Regions from separate parts of the Anas platyrhynchos genome. Here region 1 is linked to region 2. Evidence: chromatin contacts called from public Hi-C data. All regions are on one chromosome and are shown on one strand. The core of a region is the stretch at or near the end of the contact, and the rest is flanking DNA. Distances in the headings are between cores, read along the strand shown. Region 1 holds the start of JADE1 (jade family PHD finger 1). Region 2 holds the start of C4H4orf33 (chromosome 4 C4orf33 homolog).

Region 1 (6,985 bases), core at 387-2,886, 150 kb before region 2:
CCCTGGAGTACATGATGTGTATGATTTGTCCTGGCAAATGGATATAGTGCTGTCTGTTGCAAAGAAAGTTTAATGTGTAGAGCACATCAAATAGTTAGCTTCATCTGTAGCAGTTAAGCTTTATAGTTATCAATCTTTAAAAAAAAAAAAAAAGTCAAACTATATTGAAATATAATTAAATATTCCTTTTTCTGAATTAATCTCTAAATCCAAGTTGTTTTTTTTTTTTTTTTTCAAACTTACTGACAAAAGTGAGCTGCAAGCCCACCCAGAATTAAATTGGCATATTAGTAAACACGTATTATTCTGTTTCAACTTCATGTTGAACTTACTGCCTTTGGTTTCTATTGCTGGTTTGTCTGCACAGCAAAGTATTTCTCAGAAATGAAAGCAATAACAGTAATACCTTGAGATGATTTTATAGCAATAGTTTATGAAACAAACATTTTTCATAAATTGAACTACAAACATATATATAACTGCTGATGATATGCTGGCAATAACACACTATTACAGCCTTACGGATTTTTACAGAAACATATCTGCAGCAGTGGAAAGCTTCCTGATGGTTGTTTCATGGTGCTGCTATACAGGAAACAGTAGCTGGAGCAGGGAAGTAAAGGGAAAAGGAGCTTCAAAAACAAAGGTGTTTTTACCACCTAACTTGAAGTATCTAACTCAAGAATGTAATTCCCCGTGTAATACAGAATAGTCAGTTTCACTGTGACTGGGGACTGTATTTTTGGTACACAGCTATTAATTATCAAGAATATCACCTGTTTTCTGTTATCTGGGACAACAGAGAGCTAAGAGATGCAAGTAACAGAAGAGCTTCCATAAAAAAAAAAAAAAAAAAAAAAAAAAAAGATAATAGTAGTGCAAGGACAGGTGCAGAAACACAGAATCAAGTTGTATTCCCAAACCCCTGAATTTCAGTTTGGAATGAGCTCAAGTGCCTCCAGACTATGCCCCCCTTGAGGACTGGAGCAGTTTACAAAGGATGTTTTTCTTTGTCTTAAGTAATACCTCCCCAGACACCTAGTGCTTTCCCTCCAAGGTACTCTCTGCAACCTACCACAAGCATTCTCTGCTCCCTAGCTGAAAGATCTTCCTACTCATTGCTTCTAACTCCAGCACAACAGACCTCCAGATCCTATACAGCAGTTCTGTGTCACTTTGAAACTCCCCTTACCACGTGCTTTCCTATAACCCAGCAAAACTCCCACTGAGCCTTAGGCCCACAGAGAGCAGGTTCCCTAAAGTGTACGTTCCTAGAGCTGGCTTGTAACCCAGCTTGAACCCAGCATATCCACCCATTCAGGCCCTGTCCCATATCTCAGAGAACTAACTTGGCCCCTTCCAAATCAAATTCGTCCAAGGAGCTTGTTCACTAAACAAAAACTGGCTCAGACAAATATAACAACCTCATTTTGCGATACCTTATCTAGAAGCTACCTCTAGCTTGTCCCAGACTTTTCCCTTAGGAGCTTGCTGGTAAACCTACAGCCTTTCCCAGAGACAGCTCCCAGCTCAACACAGGTGAGACACATCTGAAACCTTAATGACCCAACTTCTGCTGTGTCCTTGTATTACTGACTGGCTTCAGAGACTACTTGCTTACCTGCACTGCCCTTTCTTTCTACATAGTTAGTATATTACCTAGCTTTATTTAGTATTTTTGAGAGGATAGGCTTGGTCTTTTGGTTATTTTCTTGGGATTGCTGATCTACTCAGCAGAGTTTCAAGCAAATGGATAACAGAAACAAGAGCCTCTCCTGAACAGCTCAAAATCAACGTAGCTTAGTTTCATACAAAACAGTGTAATGTGAGGTCTCGTTTTTTTTTCTTCAGAACGTGGTAAGTTATTTTGTGTGTGAGAGTGAAGTTGTGCTTGTTAAGAATGCAATGTGGTACATGGTGAAGATACTCACTGGTCAGTTGAGGAGAACTAAATATCACTTGCCTGTTACTGTGCTTCTCACTGTCAGAGCTCAGCGTCCTTGTTCTGATGAGGAAACAAGGGCAAAATGAACAAAATTGTTCTCTAAGAGGTTTTGTTTGTGATTATATTGCTAGAAAATATTCTGTAACGGATTGTAGCCACAAAAAAACAGAAAGTGGGTTTTAATATTACTTATGTGTCCTTTGGAAAGCTATTCCAAAGCCCGTTGTTGAAGTTAATATTAATTCCATGTAAACATTTAACTGCTTTATTGTAATATTCCTATATACATAGTGTATTCTTCTTAAGTTTATAGTACTTTCATTTTAGATTTTTTCTTAATTTGTAACTAAATTAATACATTTGTTCAAGTTTGATTTTGTTATTAGAAGCATTTCCATTCAGAACGTAGTCCTTTTTACTTTTTTGTTTCAAATTATTGTAATATTGAGGAGTCTCCAAAATGCTTTTGTAGTTAAAATTCATAATTGCACTTAAATAATCTTTATTTATTTTTTGGCTATTGTATCTATTTTTCATAAGTTAAGTGTCTTTTTCAGTGATACTGAGTACTGATCAAGCTGTACCTGTCCTGGGAGAAAATAAATCTCTGTGGATAAAGCCTTTCTCTCCTTTTCAGTGGCTAAGGCTTCCTAGGAGGTTTTCCCTAAACTGTAGTAAAAATATGATCATTTAGTCTAATTTAAAAGCTGCACAATTGGTATTGTAACAGTAAGCTGTTTGTCAGGGAGCAATAGCACAGTCTGAAATCCAGATCCGGGTTAATATTATAGGATTTCAGAACATTTTCTATGATTGTATTCTTTGGAACTTGGCTTGTGTGTTAGCTGTAACAGGAGTATCATATGCAATCTGGCAGAGTGTAAATCTTCTGGACTCCAGTTTTGGCATGATCTAATTCTAATTGAGTCTTGTTTTGTAATGTAACAGCTACTAAAAATGCTTGTGCTGTTTAGCTGAGTGACAAGAGATGCAAGGATTGCTACCTACAAATAAATCATAAGCATGTCTCCTATATTCACTGGAGTGAGTTTAAAGTATGCATTGACTTTTCAAAAGAATTTGATTGGTTGTTCAGCCCCTCAAAATCTGGGCTGCTTACAAGATAATTTCAGAATTTTCACCTTTAAGCTTAAGTATGTGAATCAACTCTGTAAAATGAAAGTCCTTGGAGATATTAGAGAAGGCCAATGCTTTATACTCGCCTACTTATGCAATGAAGAAAGAATATCATTAAACAAACTATGTGTTACAGGTAGGAGAAGTAAATGGACAGACTGTGATGTGCTGGTTAAAAAAAATAAATACAAAAATCAGTGACAAAGCCTAATTATATGTCATTGAAGATCCATTTATCTATTTAATTATGGAAATTTGCAGTTAGTGCTGAAATGGATAGGAAGGAACCCTTTAAAAGTAGATTCAGGTGGAATAAAAGTCCCTTTGCTTTACATCAGGTGAAATGCATAGGGTTTGGAAGTAAAAGGTATGTGAATATATTGCTGTTAGTTTATTATCATTTTTTCTCTTTTACTACGCTTCAAGTTTTCAGTCTTAATCTTCTGTGATGACTGTCCCTACTGTGTAATGAGACTTAATAGCCTAGTTCTGCACCTGTACTTGCAGTGTCATACTCCCTCATTCATTGTAATCTAGAAAAGTATTAGTCTACTGCTGGGATTGTGCTTTGGGATAGGTTAAACTCTCCTGGACTAGCAGGGAACATGCAGTCTTGGAGTCAGATACAGAAGAGCTGTACATCTGCATACACAGGTATTCCTGGTGGGTGGACCAGAGGAAGTCTTTTGGCCATGATGTCTCTTGAGACGATAAAGTTAATATATAATCAGCAAAATTGATGTGCAAATCCTTATGAGTTTGGTAGCCAAAGCAAAAACCCTAATGTACCCAGGTATGTAGCTATGGAAAATACGAATCACTGCTTATGAAGTCATATTTTCCATGAGAGCATTACAGGATTTCCAGTGTGCTTTGAGTTTTCCAGAGTTAAAATAGTCTGACATGTGTGAGGCAATGCACATCTGAGTGCAGATGCGTCTTCCCTAAAATTCAATTATGAATAGATCTTTTGTTTCCTGTCTTGAAAGGTCCATATGTGGACCCAACTGCCACGAAAGTTCTGGAGTTCTTCTTTTCTCTCTCCCTATTTTTTTTTTTTTTTAATGAAACTTAGAACTGCTGTTGTTGTTAGAAGTCATTTGGCAATTTCTGTACAGACTTGTCTAAGTGATGATTATGTTTTACACCTATTTAAAATAAAGATAGCTCTCAGCTTTTAAGTAAAGGATGTTTTGGAGATAAGTAACTGCAAGTTAAAAGGCAGTGAAGGATAGGTGAGAATGGTGGGTAGCATAATCATAGTGACATATAGGACTGGACTAATTTATTTATACTGTTTGTATTAATGAAATCCTGGTAAAATCACCTTAATCTTGTAATCCAATGTTGCTTTCATTCTGTACAGTATTAAGTCCATTTTAAAAAGGCTGTGTATATTTCATATGCTAGTGATAACATAATAAGGGCACATGGAAATCCTATAAAGATTGGAGAAAAAACTCTCACGAGAAGAAAAACAGATGCAAAGCTATAACCTTGCACCTGGAAATCTTTCACACGGCAGTTCAGTGCGTTCCCAACCACCCCATAAGGACAGAAACAACACAAGCAGCTGATAATGTGATTGTGAGGAATGTGTTGACCATGGTGATGACAGGGTGATACATTTACCCTAGAGAGCATGAGTGCACCTGTGAAATATTAGACTGTGCTTTTTTACTAGGAGATCATTTTGGAAATATTTAAGAGTAAGCTATAAGATGGAAGGAGAGTGCAGCTAAAAGAGGCTGGGAAGAGGTTTAAGGATAGACATTTGGGGAAAAGCAGAGCGTGCTTTCAGAACAATTTATTAGAGAGCTTTGGAAGCTTATTGCTTTCTCATTAAGACCAATCCACATTTCCTGTGCAGCCAAGCCTCTATCAATGTGACTAATTAAATACACTGGAATTAGTAGACAAGGAGAGAAAACTCCTAGTTTATATTAAAGATACATAATTTAACATGTAGTTAGTGATGTACGCTTGAAAAAGTAGAAGAGGAAGGGTTCAGAAAGCTGCTTTGGTTGCACTGACTCTGTATTTCTAATTCATATTTTATCTTAACACATCAAATGATACAGAAAATATAACATGCATAAAGAACATCAAAATTGGCATTACTGTTGATTTGGTTGTCTGTGTTTCCTGACTGGAAATTTTATCTTCGGTACTCAAAATTAAGTCATGCTTATCACTATACTTAGAGAAAACTGCGGGCTAGTATTGCTGTTTCTGAATGATCCCTTTCTATTCTGGAGTTCCTTTCTGGGATGAAAAAAATAATATGTGCAAGTGATTTTTTTTTTTTGTGTTTGTGTGTGTGTACCATTTAATAGCCTTATAGGAAACCAAACCTTAAATTGGGTTGTAATATACATAGGGATCGGGATGTTTTGTAGGAAAGATTCTTCCCAGTTATGTTGCTATTGTGTCTGAGAAAAACTGACCAATGTATTTCAGCCTACTTGAACATTTTGTTGAAACTTGATGAAAATGTGTAATCTCATACAAAGGCTGATAAAAGGAACAAAATACCATCTGTAAAAAATAGGGAGTGTGTTTTGTGCAGGCTTGTGAACAGATGCTAGCTGACATGTTTTAGCCAGAAACTATGGAATTAATGATAAGGTTTCCTGGGAAAAACACTTCTGTGAGTATTTGAGGAAAGCAGTTCTGAGCTTTAAGTGTCCTCACAGTCAACTGGATGAGGACAGATTTGGCCTGCCACTGAGGAAAAGTAGACTCTTCACTGGAAACACCTGAAAGGCGAGGCAAGTGCTGAACAGAGAGCTTAATGTCAAAGCAAATAGCTGTAAGGAGCCTGGAGCCAGGTTTTATAGTGTGAAGAAAGTGACAGAGGATACCAAGAGGCAAACAGTAGAGCATCTGGATACAGAATACATTTTTGAGATGATAGATTAAATTTTCTTAGTCTTTCTGTTGGAATCAACCTCAGGAAGAGGAAAGTACCTGGAAAATGAATTAGTGTTTTGGAGGTCTCTCCAGCATTAGTCTGCCAGTGAAGTGGAGGAAATCAATATTAAATATATTTAGGAGTACATTATGCTGAGTTACACTGACCTCATTAGATGTATCACTGATAAATGACTACAGTACAATTGGTAATGGGACAAAATTTGAATCCTTGACTGCTGAAGCTTCCTTTCACAGCAAAGGCATGAAGTAGTTTCTTCAGGAAAGGGCTAGGTGAAGCTTACCTAACCTTCTGAAAAGGTTCACCAGAAGGCCAGGTGCTGTCAGTTAAGAAAGTGAAATAAACTAATTGGAATCTGCACCAGGAATTTAATAAATGTCAGATTTCTCAAGCAGCCTTCAGAACTGTGTTAAGATGGCACCGCTTGCACACTTCAAAACAGTGGAAGGAAGCTCAGTGAAAAGGTTAAGACTCAACTGCCTCATGCTACAAGGTATGGGCATGTCTGGCTCAGAGTAATGCCTAGGGTCACTGGACACTGCTGTCCACAAGCTTTACAGCTTTCTGCAGAACCAACAGCTGCCTGGCAGCTTTCTGTGGCTCAGAGAAGTGCAACGACTGCTCAGAAAGAGGAAAACAAGAAGGGAGGTGTAAAGGACTGGTACCACTAGGAGTCCTAAAGGAAATGAAGGAGGATGTTTTTTGGACTCAGTACTTGATTCTTGTGTTTATTCACTTAAAACTGTGCTAAGTGTATGTGGATGATTTTCAGAAGTAGGATAATACTACTGGTACAAGAACATAATAGTTCCTGGTAAAACATCCCAGAGTAATCTGGGTTTAGGGTAGAAAGTAATTCCTGCTGGGTTCAAATTATAAAGAGAAGATAGAGACCAGAAACTGTTGGGAAGGCTATTTTACTCTCTTTAAGAAGAGCTACATTCCATGCCTGAGAAAGATCTGTTAAA
Region 2 (7,793 bases), core at 1,314-3,813:
CTGCTCAAAATTTCATCCGTTTCATACTGTTCAAATGCCACATTTAGCCTCTGATCTGAAAAATACAATAGAAGTTAGAAGATCATACAACATGAACGTTTATCTAGATAAACCTGACTGGTAGTCAGAAATGTTTTATAGTGTAGTGCTTTGAAGGCACACAATATGCTTTGTAAAATTCTACTTAGTGCAATTATTTTCAGGAAAGTAGGAGTTCAAAAAAATACAAAGACTAAGAAGAAATAATTAATTTGACGTCTTCCATATCATTACCTCCTAGAAATTATTTTATTTTTTTTGCCTAGAAAAGTCATAAACATACACAACATCTTAACGATTCATGAGGACTAAATACAACGAATCACACCAGAGCCAATTCAGTTAGCTGGATGATATAAAATTAACCTGTTGCTGGGAACTGGACCCATAAATGTTCAAACAAGCATTCACATAAATGACAGACATAAAAATATTCAACAAATTTAGGTCACAAGAACTTCATTGATACATGAATCTGAGCACTCACATATATCCAAAAGAAAGCCAAGCAAGAAAGACATGCAGACTTCAAGCATCTGCATTTTTAGAAATAAACATCAACTAAGGCATTGCTCTTCTCTACTAATCTAACTTTGACTACTGGGATTTCAGAGACTACTTATGCTGCAAATGGAAGAATCAGCAAAAGGTTGGAAAGGGAAAACAGCAGCTCTTCCCATTCATTTATAGCGCTCTTCCATCTGGCCAAACCATGAGAATCTGATTTAAACCTTTGTAACTGAAATGGATAGAGGGAAAAAAAAAAAAGGGTGTCAGGAAGACAATACAACTGTTTTGACTTAAAATTTCTTGCCTGTTATTCTTGATATGCATTGCAATGGTTCTTTTTGTGGTTCTAATATGCTACAGGAATCTACAGGAAAAAAAAAGGGAACAGAATATAAAGGGGATGTCAACAAACAGGATCTGGAAGAATAGCTGGCCCCACCAGCCAAAGCAATCTCAGAACATGAACATAGGTGCAAAAGGAGGATAGACCTTAGACACCAATTGCAGAAGTATTCACCTTCAATAGTAATCATAAAGTTCATTCAGATAAAAGATGTACTTAGTAGCTTATCACAAAAATATGTAATGGAATGGAATGGATAACTATCACTTGTAAGATCGGCTGCTGATACTTCAAAATGAATTCAACCAAAACTGAATTTATAACTGATCAGTGTCAGGGAACAGCATTTCATTATGAGAACTTCCGTTACAGCTATAACGCAACAAGTATTTATGCTATAAAGCTGAATTTAATAGTGCTTATAGAATCCCCATGTATTACACACATTCAACACTTTAGAAGTTGGACATCATCTATGAAAAAAGTAGAACATCGATAAATACAACAGACTTAGAACAAGCCTCAAATAGCTTGTGTCTCAACTGCTATGCAAACTAACTTAAAATTTGTTCAGCATCTTTGCAGGATGCATTTTTTCTGAGAGGTATCCTTGAGAGAAAAGGCAACTCGTCGCTTCATGGTGTATATTGTCTAAGCTCCATTTGGAGTCACGCAATTATAAAATAAGAAACTAGACCCAAACACATCAAATACATAAAAAAGGAAATTCACGACTTTTGAACCTAAACCATTTGTTCACGTCACAGTATAACAAATATTTGAGCAAAACTCAAGAGATATAGAGGTTTCTGAGGCAAGGTTACTGGTGGTACAGACAGAAGCTTTTCTGCTGTTGAGGTCCTTTGAATCACGAGTTGTCCCTCCACCTCTGTCCATCCAAAACTGTCCTAACAAGCTCAGTATCCGCTGAAAACTTGAGCTGCGTGCTGCACGGTCACAGCACTTCTTGCACTGTGATCCTGTCCATTCACGTTACCCCATTTCCCCACCACACAGACTACAATGGCGGGGTGAGCAACATTCTTGGGACAACACATCAACTCCCTATTTTTAGAAATATAAACTCTGCAGAAGCATCTTTTGCCAGTCAGTATTTTGGCGTTCAGCAGTCTAAGTACACTCTGATCCACTCGTTTTACACTCACATTAAAATTACCCAAACCATACAGAACACATACTTACAGGTATAGCTTTCAGTCTGTAACACACATTTCATCAGAAGGCAGCTTTTTTGCCTTCCAGGTGTCGGTTAAGCAGAGTAACATTTTCGTACATAAAGAGGCACGATCCTAAAAATTCCCGTGCCTGGCTATTACCCTCATTTACACCCTTTTAACGGTTAGTCCTCTGCTAGCCATAAAAGTTTTCATACTGTTGTTTCTCGCCGCAGACACCACAGAAAACACCCCCCTGCTGTTACACCCACGGACTGAAGGCTTCCCTCCTTCCCTCCCCATACAAGAACCGCCCCAGGCTCCTAGGGGCCGCCTCCTTCCATAAGCCGGGGGCAGCCTCGGGGCCGACCGCCTCACCTGGCTCCCCGCCGCCGCCGAGCTCCGCGGCCATGCCGGCGGTCAGGGCCGTCACCGCAGCCTCGGAGACGGCGGAGCCCCCGCCCCCGAGCCCCTCACCGACACCGCTTCCCCGGCCGCCGGAGCCCGTAGCGAAGGAAGCGGCGGTTGCAGCGGGCGGGGCGCTGCGCTAACGGTTGCGCACGCGCCGGCGAGGCGCTGAGGGGCGGCCGTTGGCGGCCGTTGGGTGCGCGCGCGGCGGCGGTTGGCGTGAGGTGAGGGCGGTTGGCCGGGGAGCCTCGGCCGTTAGGGTCGCAGGAGGTGCCTGAGGGTGCGGGGCAGCCCCTCGGTGGGCTCCTGCGGGAAGCTTGTGCCCAGCTACGGGCTGGTGGAAGCTGCCCTCTGCTTCACGGCTTGCAGCTTCCTTGGCCTGGCAGGGCAGTTAGGGAACCCGGAGCGCAGCTGCTTGGTGCTGTCCCGCTACCCGTGTGGGTAAGGGTCGGGATGGAAGGCACAGAGCTCCCTGAGGAGCCGTGAGGGGGGGCCCCAGGTGCAGCAGCGTTCTCAGGGCGGGCAGGTGCGATGCTGGGGGAGCTCAGGTGCGAGTGCCTGAACTGGGTGCAGCGAGCTGCATGCAGCTTGGGGGCGTGCTGTGGGAGCACTTGCAGGTGGCTAAGAACTTCTGTATGGTGTGCTGATGTTTGGCTGAGCCTCCTGGGCGTGTATAGCATTAAAGGTAGATTGAAGGTCCTCTTTACTTTAAACACCCCCATTACTCCATACCATTGTGCTGTATTGCTTTCTTTATTATAATTGAGAAGCATACTAGTAACCAACTTCACTAAGTCTGTGTATGGTAACGTGGATCATTCTTACAACTTGTACGTTTATACCCAATAAACTGTCACTGCAGGAGTTATTTTTATTTTTTATAGTAAAGTCATCTGTCTGTCCTACATGTACAAATAGTAAGGTGCTACATCTGTTGTGTCTAATTTTCCTTTCAGACACCATGATTAAAGTAGTGCTCAAAGTAGTTCAGCGGCTTCTGTTGTGGAACTCTTGTGGAAATGTGAGGATGCTCTTGATACTGTGGAGAAGAATAAGGGGCCATAAACTTTTTGGAAACTGTGCTCCATTTATTCTTTTGCTTGTTATATAGATCAAGGTTGTTTTCAAGACTCGTGCAATTGTTTCTAAGGAAGAAATGTTGGAGTGTAGCGTTCTCTGCTGCTCTGCAGATCTTGTTTGTTAAGATGTGCTTGCAGTTTTTCTTGAAATCCTTTGCTTTGGCTGGTTTTCAATGACCGCCAAGCAAAACTGTAGCAGATTTTTTGTCTTGCATTTCAGATTCACTGAAGATTTTTTTTGTCAATCTGTTTTTTTTTCATATTACAAAATCATCTAACAGCATGTAGTTATGCCTGCTTTGTTTATCTGTTCTCTAGATAAATATTTGATGGTTTTGGAAGGTGTTTAGGTAGGCAGTGAAATGTCTTAAGCTTGGCAAAACTTCTAAAAGTCATTTGTAACCATGGAAGTATAAAAGCCTATGAAAAGCATTCATGTTACTGCTTTATAAAGCTAAACTATTTCAGCTCTTCTGTTGTCTGGAAACATGATTTGGGGATTGTAACAGATGCAGCTGTCTTGTTATTGACAAAATGACTGATACAGCTTCATTATTTTTTTGCCTGTAACTTGTTCTTTTGTTGGTAAGGGCTCATGCAGAATATTCTAACTTCTGCCTGCACAAATGGTTCTCCCTTTCAGAATAATCTGGCATTGCAGAAGTATGGCTATAGGTGAGTGTAAGAGCAGTTCCTCCCCAGTCTGTTTTGGAGTCTGCCCTCCACAGGGATGCCACGTGCTTGTCCTAGAACTGAGTGGCCCTAAGGAGGGTGTGCGTACACGTAGTCGTTGGGATGGGGGTGAGTTTCTCTAAGCAGTCTGTATCTGTGCTGATCTGTGTAATGATAGGGCTGCTGGCAAAAGCTCTAGCTGTAGAGAATCTGGGTTACAGAGCTGACATATGGAAGCTGCTTTTGTAGTACAAGAGACAAACAGAGACGTTTGAGGAGGCATGGATTTGTCTTGCTACCCTAATGTTGTTTGGGTTGAGGAATCTAGCTAACACTATACAGACTTTGACTTGTCATATATAACTTGCTCTATAGAGGAACTCAGTAAAATAATAGTTTTAAAACAGTGACTTGTTCAAGTGACCATCTTTCTTCATTCATAAATAGGACGGAAACCAATCAGTTCTCTCCTCTTGGTCCTGTCTAGGAGATTTATGCTTCACGCAAAGTTATTTTTCAACTGCTTAACTTGCAAGTTTTTATTTTTATTTTTTTTAGCCGAGGGGCCAGTACTGTTGGTGCTGAAATGGCATCTGGGCTCTTTAATGGAAACTTCCTTTCTCATTTGTCTTATGCAGAATATTAAAATGGAATTCACAATTGAACACACGTGGGATGATTTACCTGTGAGCCACAAGCCAGTAACAATTGGGCTGAAGTCATATGACGGAGGGCTGCTAATGGTAGTCAACGCTCCCTTCTTTAATGATCCTCCAGCACCACTTGGAGAGCCAGGGAAGCCCTTTAGAAACTTGTGGGACTATGAGGGTAAGCGTAACGGTTTTGCTGCAGTTATCTGATTTGTGTACATGCTGATGTTCATCTGTATTTAATATGCCTGGTTGTTGTTTAAGCTTCTCTGATGGCTATTTTTAAAAACTGATCTAATTTGAAGTGTTGAATGTATGGCATCTACTAATGCAGTACCGTGATCAAAGAAACTGAACTGATTTTAAAGTTCCAGATAGGAAATGTAAAGAAAAATTCCTTCCTGTTTTATCTTAAGGGCTCTGGGAAAGAATGCTGGTGAAGAACTTCCTTGTAACCTTCATCCTCCCTTAAGGAAGTTCCTTAAGTAACTGTAAATGTCATGCTATATCTAGCCATAAACTACCCCCAAATGTATTAAGAGGGATGCTCTCTATCTAGGTGGTGAATTATTTTCATGACAAACACTGTTGACAGTAAGGTTGTTTTTATAGTAGTGCAACAATATAGATGACTAGGAAAAGAAGAAAACGTTACATTTATGTCACTTGGTGGACATAAAGGAAATGGACTACAGCAAATAGGATGGGTATCAAGAATAGTGAGGTTGACTTTTCCTGATGTCAGTAGTATGGATGTTCAAACTTGGCTTTTGGGTTACTGATATAACTTGTGGGACAATTAAGGCTTGACATATTTTAGTATTAAAATAATTTTACGAGATGTATATATAAATATACCTTATGTATACATAAATATACAAATACATTATATACATATATAAATATACATTTGCAGTATGTAAATAGAATTGAAATGCTAAATATAGGTTCTACTTTCTCTTTAAGTAGTAGAGAACAATAGGTAAAACATTCGTCTATTAATTGCTTACTTTTCCAAAGTCAATTTCAGGAACAGGAAGGTATGAAGCAAAGAAAGTAGAGCGCATAATGTTATTGAAAATTGCACCCAAATAGAATGGGAAATATTCCTACAGGAATGCTGTTTTCTCTCTTCTTTCCTGTCAATACTTTCATTTTCACCTGTTGCTTTGAATAATATAGCAACTTAATGCTTCTAACAGTTCTCTGCTTTCGGATTATTGAAATACTCTGATTTAAGCTCTACTGGAAAATTAATAGCATCATTTCGATATCTATTATACCAAGTAGGCTTATGTAAAACAGCATAATAAATCATATCTAGTTCTAACTCTAACTAAAGCTTTATGATAACATATCTTTACTGTGAGAAAGACCATTATAGTTCTAACTAATGGTCCTAAAAAGTGATTCAGTAGTCACACCTAGTGTTCAGGTATATCTGAAACCAGGTAATTCCTTGTCCACAGGATCAGCTATTTACTGGTCAGAGTGTTTTTGAAAGCTACTACTTTCTTAATATTTCTGAAATTCAGCAGGCTTTTTAATTATGGTGTGTGTGCTTTGCTGTGAGTTCCTCTTTTCGGTGTTCTGCTGTGTATGGTGCTCTGAATCCTCAGGCTACCAGCAAATACAAGATTCTGACCCTTAAGTGCCTTAGGGTGAGTGTCTGCTGTGAGTGTGATTGGCCACGATCTCTGTCTTAACACTGTTCGCAGCAAGCATATTGGGTGAAATGTCTGTGCTGGTGCTATGCTTACTGTGCTGAGAGCTGATGCTACTTAGTAGAACTGCCATTTTTCTGATGCACAAGAATTTTTTTTCTAGAATGGCATAGGCCAAAAGCCATTATGAAAACGAATGTTTTAATGGGATGTGAAAGTCTTGGGATGCTATAAAATCGGTAACTAATATAAAGCATTGACAGCCTGTGTCTTTTTTTTTTTTTAAAGTTGTAGAGGCATTTTTCTTGAATGACAGAACTGAACAGTATTTAGAAGTTGAACTTTGTCCGTAAGTACAGCATGCTGGAAAAAGTTGTGAATACTAATCTGCATTTCTAGCTGTAATGCTTGTGGAATGTATGCATGAGGAAAACTCTGGGTGCAGAAACTACTTCAATATGGAGGATGAACAAATTTGTGGCAGAAATGTGCACTAATAACTTGGCATCGTTTTAAGAAAATTGTGGCTCTGATTTTTGACAGTCATGGACAACACTTATTGTTGCTGCTTTCTGGCAAAAGAAGAGTATGGAAAGTAAGTGGTCAAGTGCATTCATAATGTACAGAAAGTAACTTTTAGGTGCATGTTGGCTGATTAGAAGTTAACTAGCTCTTTTTTTCTGCCTTTAATAGGAAGAACTTCCCTTGGAATTTGAGGTGACCAGAATGGAAACCAAATGGGAGGGTAAAGCTCATCTTCCTTGGAATTATTTTCCACCATGCACTAACAAGTTTAACGCATTTGCAATTCATGGCTCAGGAGACCAGAGAAAATATGAAGCACTTCATCCTGTGCCTCGATGTGAACTTCAAGAAGGACAGAAACCAGATTTGTAAGAATAAAATTAGTTCTCTTGTAACATAGTTGCATTCTTCTTCCAATACTCGTACAACAAACCTAATTTAGTTTTCAGACTGAGTGCCAGTGCTATTTGAATTATACTGCTTAGCCCCACATCCATTGGCACTGTACTTAGTGCAAAGAACTGCCAGATAGCTGTAATTAGTGCTTGATTTCTATGTTATCCCCTGGGCGCATAGCAAATGATGCATTCGACACCATTCACATCTGTTATCACCTTCCTTGGCTAAATCATAGATGGGTTGTTCAGGTTTTTCTTTGCCTACAGCACCTCCTGAAATGACACTTAGTGTTAATTGTACCAGATACATCTCAAGTGAATCTCTTTTGC

The links. Hi-C and Micro-C count contacts between places; a contact is called where the count stands out from the background.
Region 1: a Hi-C map of skeletal muscle shows a contact between it and region 2, with 2.5 times the contacts expected there. The contact joins the promoter of JADE1 here to the promoter of C4H4orf33 in region 2. A contact is called at or near these places in 3 of 8 Hi-C or Micro-C datasets (liver, skeletal muscle and subcutaneous adipose tissue).

Annotation. Positions count from the first base shown.
Region 1 is chr4:44,102,832-44,109,816 of IASCAAS_PekinDuck_T2T, reverse strand. It overlaps JADE1 (jade family PHD finger 1), which reads left to right and starts at 1,636. Exons shown (of 10, transcript XM_038179065.2): 1 at 1,636-1,857.
Region 2 is chr4:43,952,156-43,959,948 of IASCAAS_PekinDuck_T2T, reverse strand. C4H4orf33 (chromosome 4 C4orf33 homolog) reads left to right here and starts at 2,563. Exons shown (of 6, transcript XM_038179077.2): 1 at 2,563-2,699; 2 at 4,865-5,054; 3 at 6,829-6,889; 4 at 7,084-7,135; 5 at 7,234-7,433. The coding sequence starts at 4,874. SCLT1 (sodium channel and clathrin linker 1) reads right to left here and starts at 2,581. Exons shown (of 23, transcript XM_072037438.1): 1 at 2,446-2,581; 2 at 1-55. The coding sequence starts at 2,479.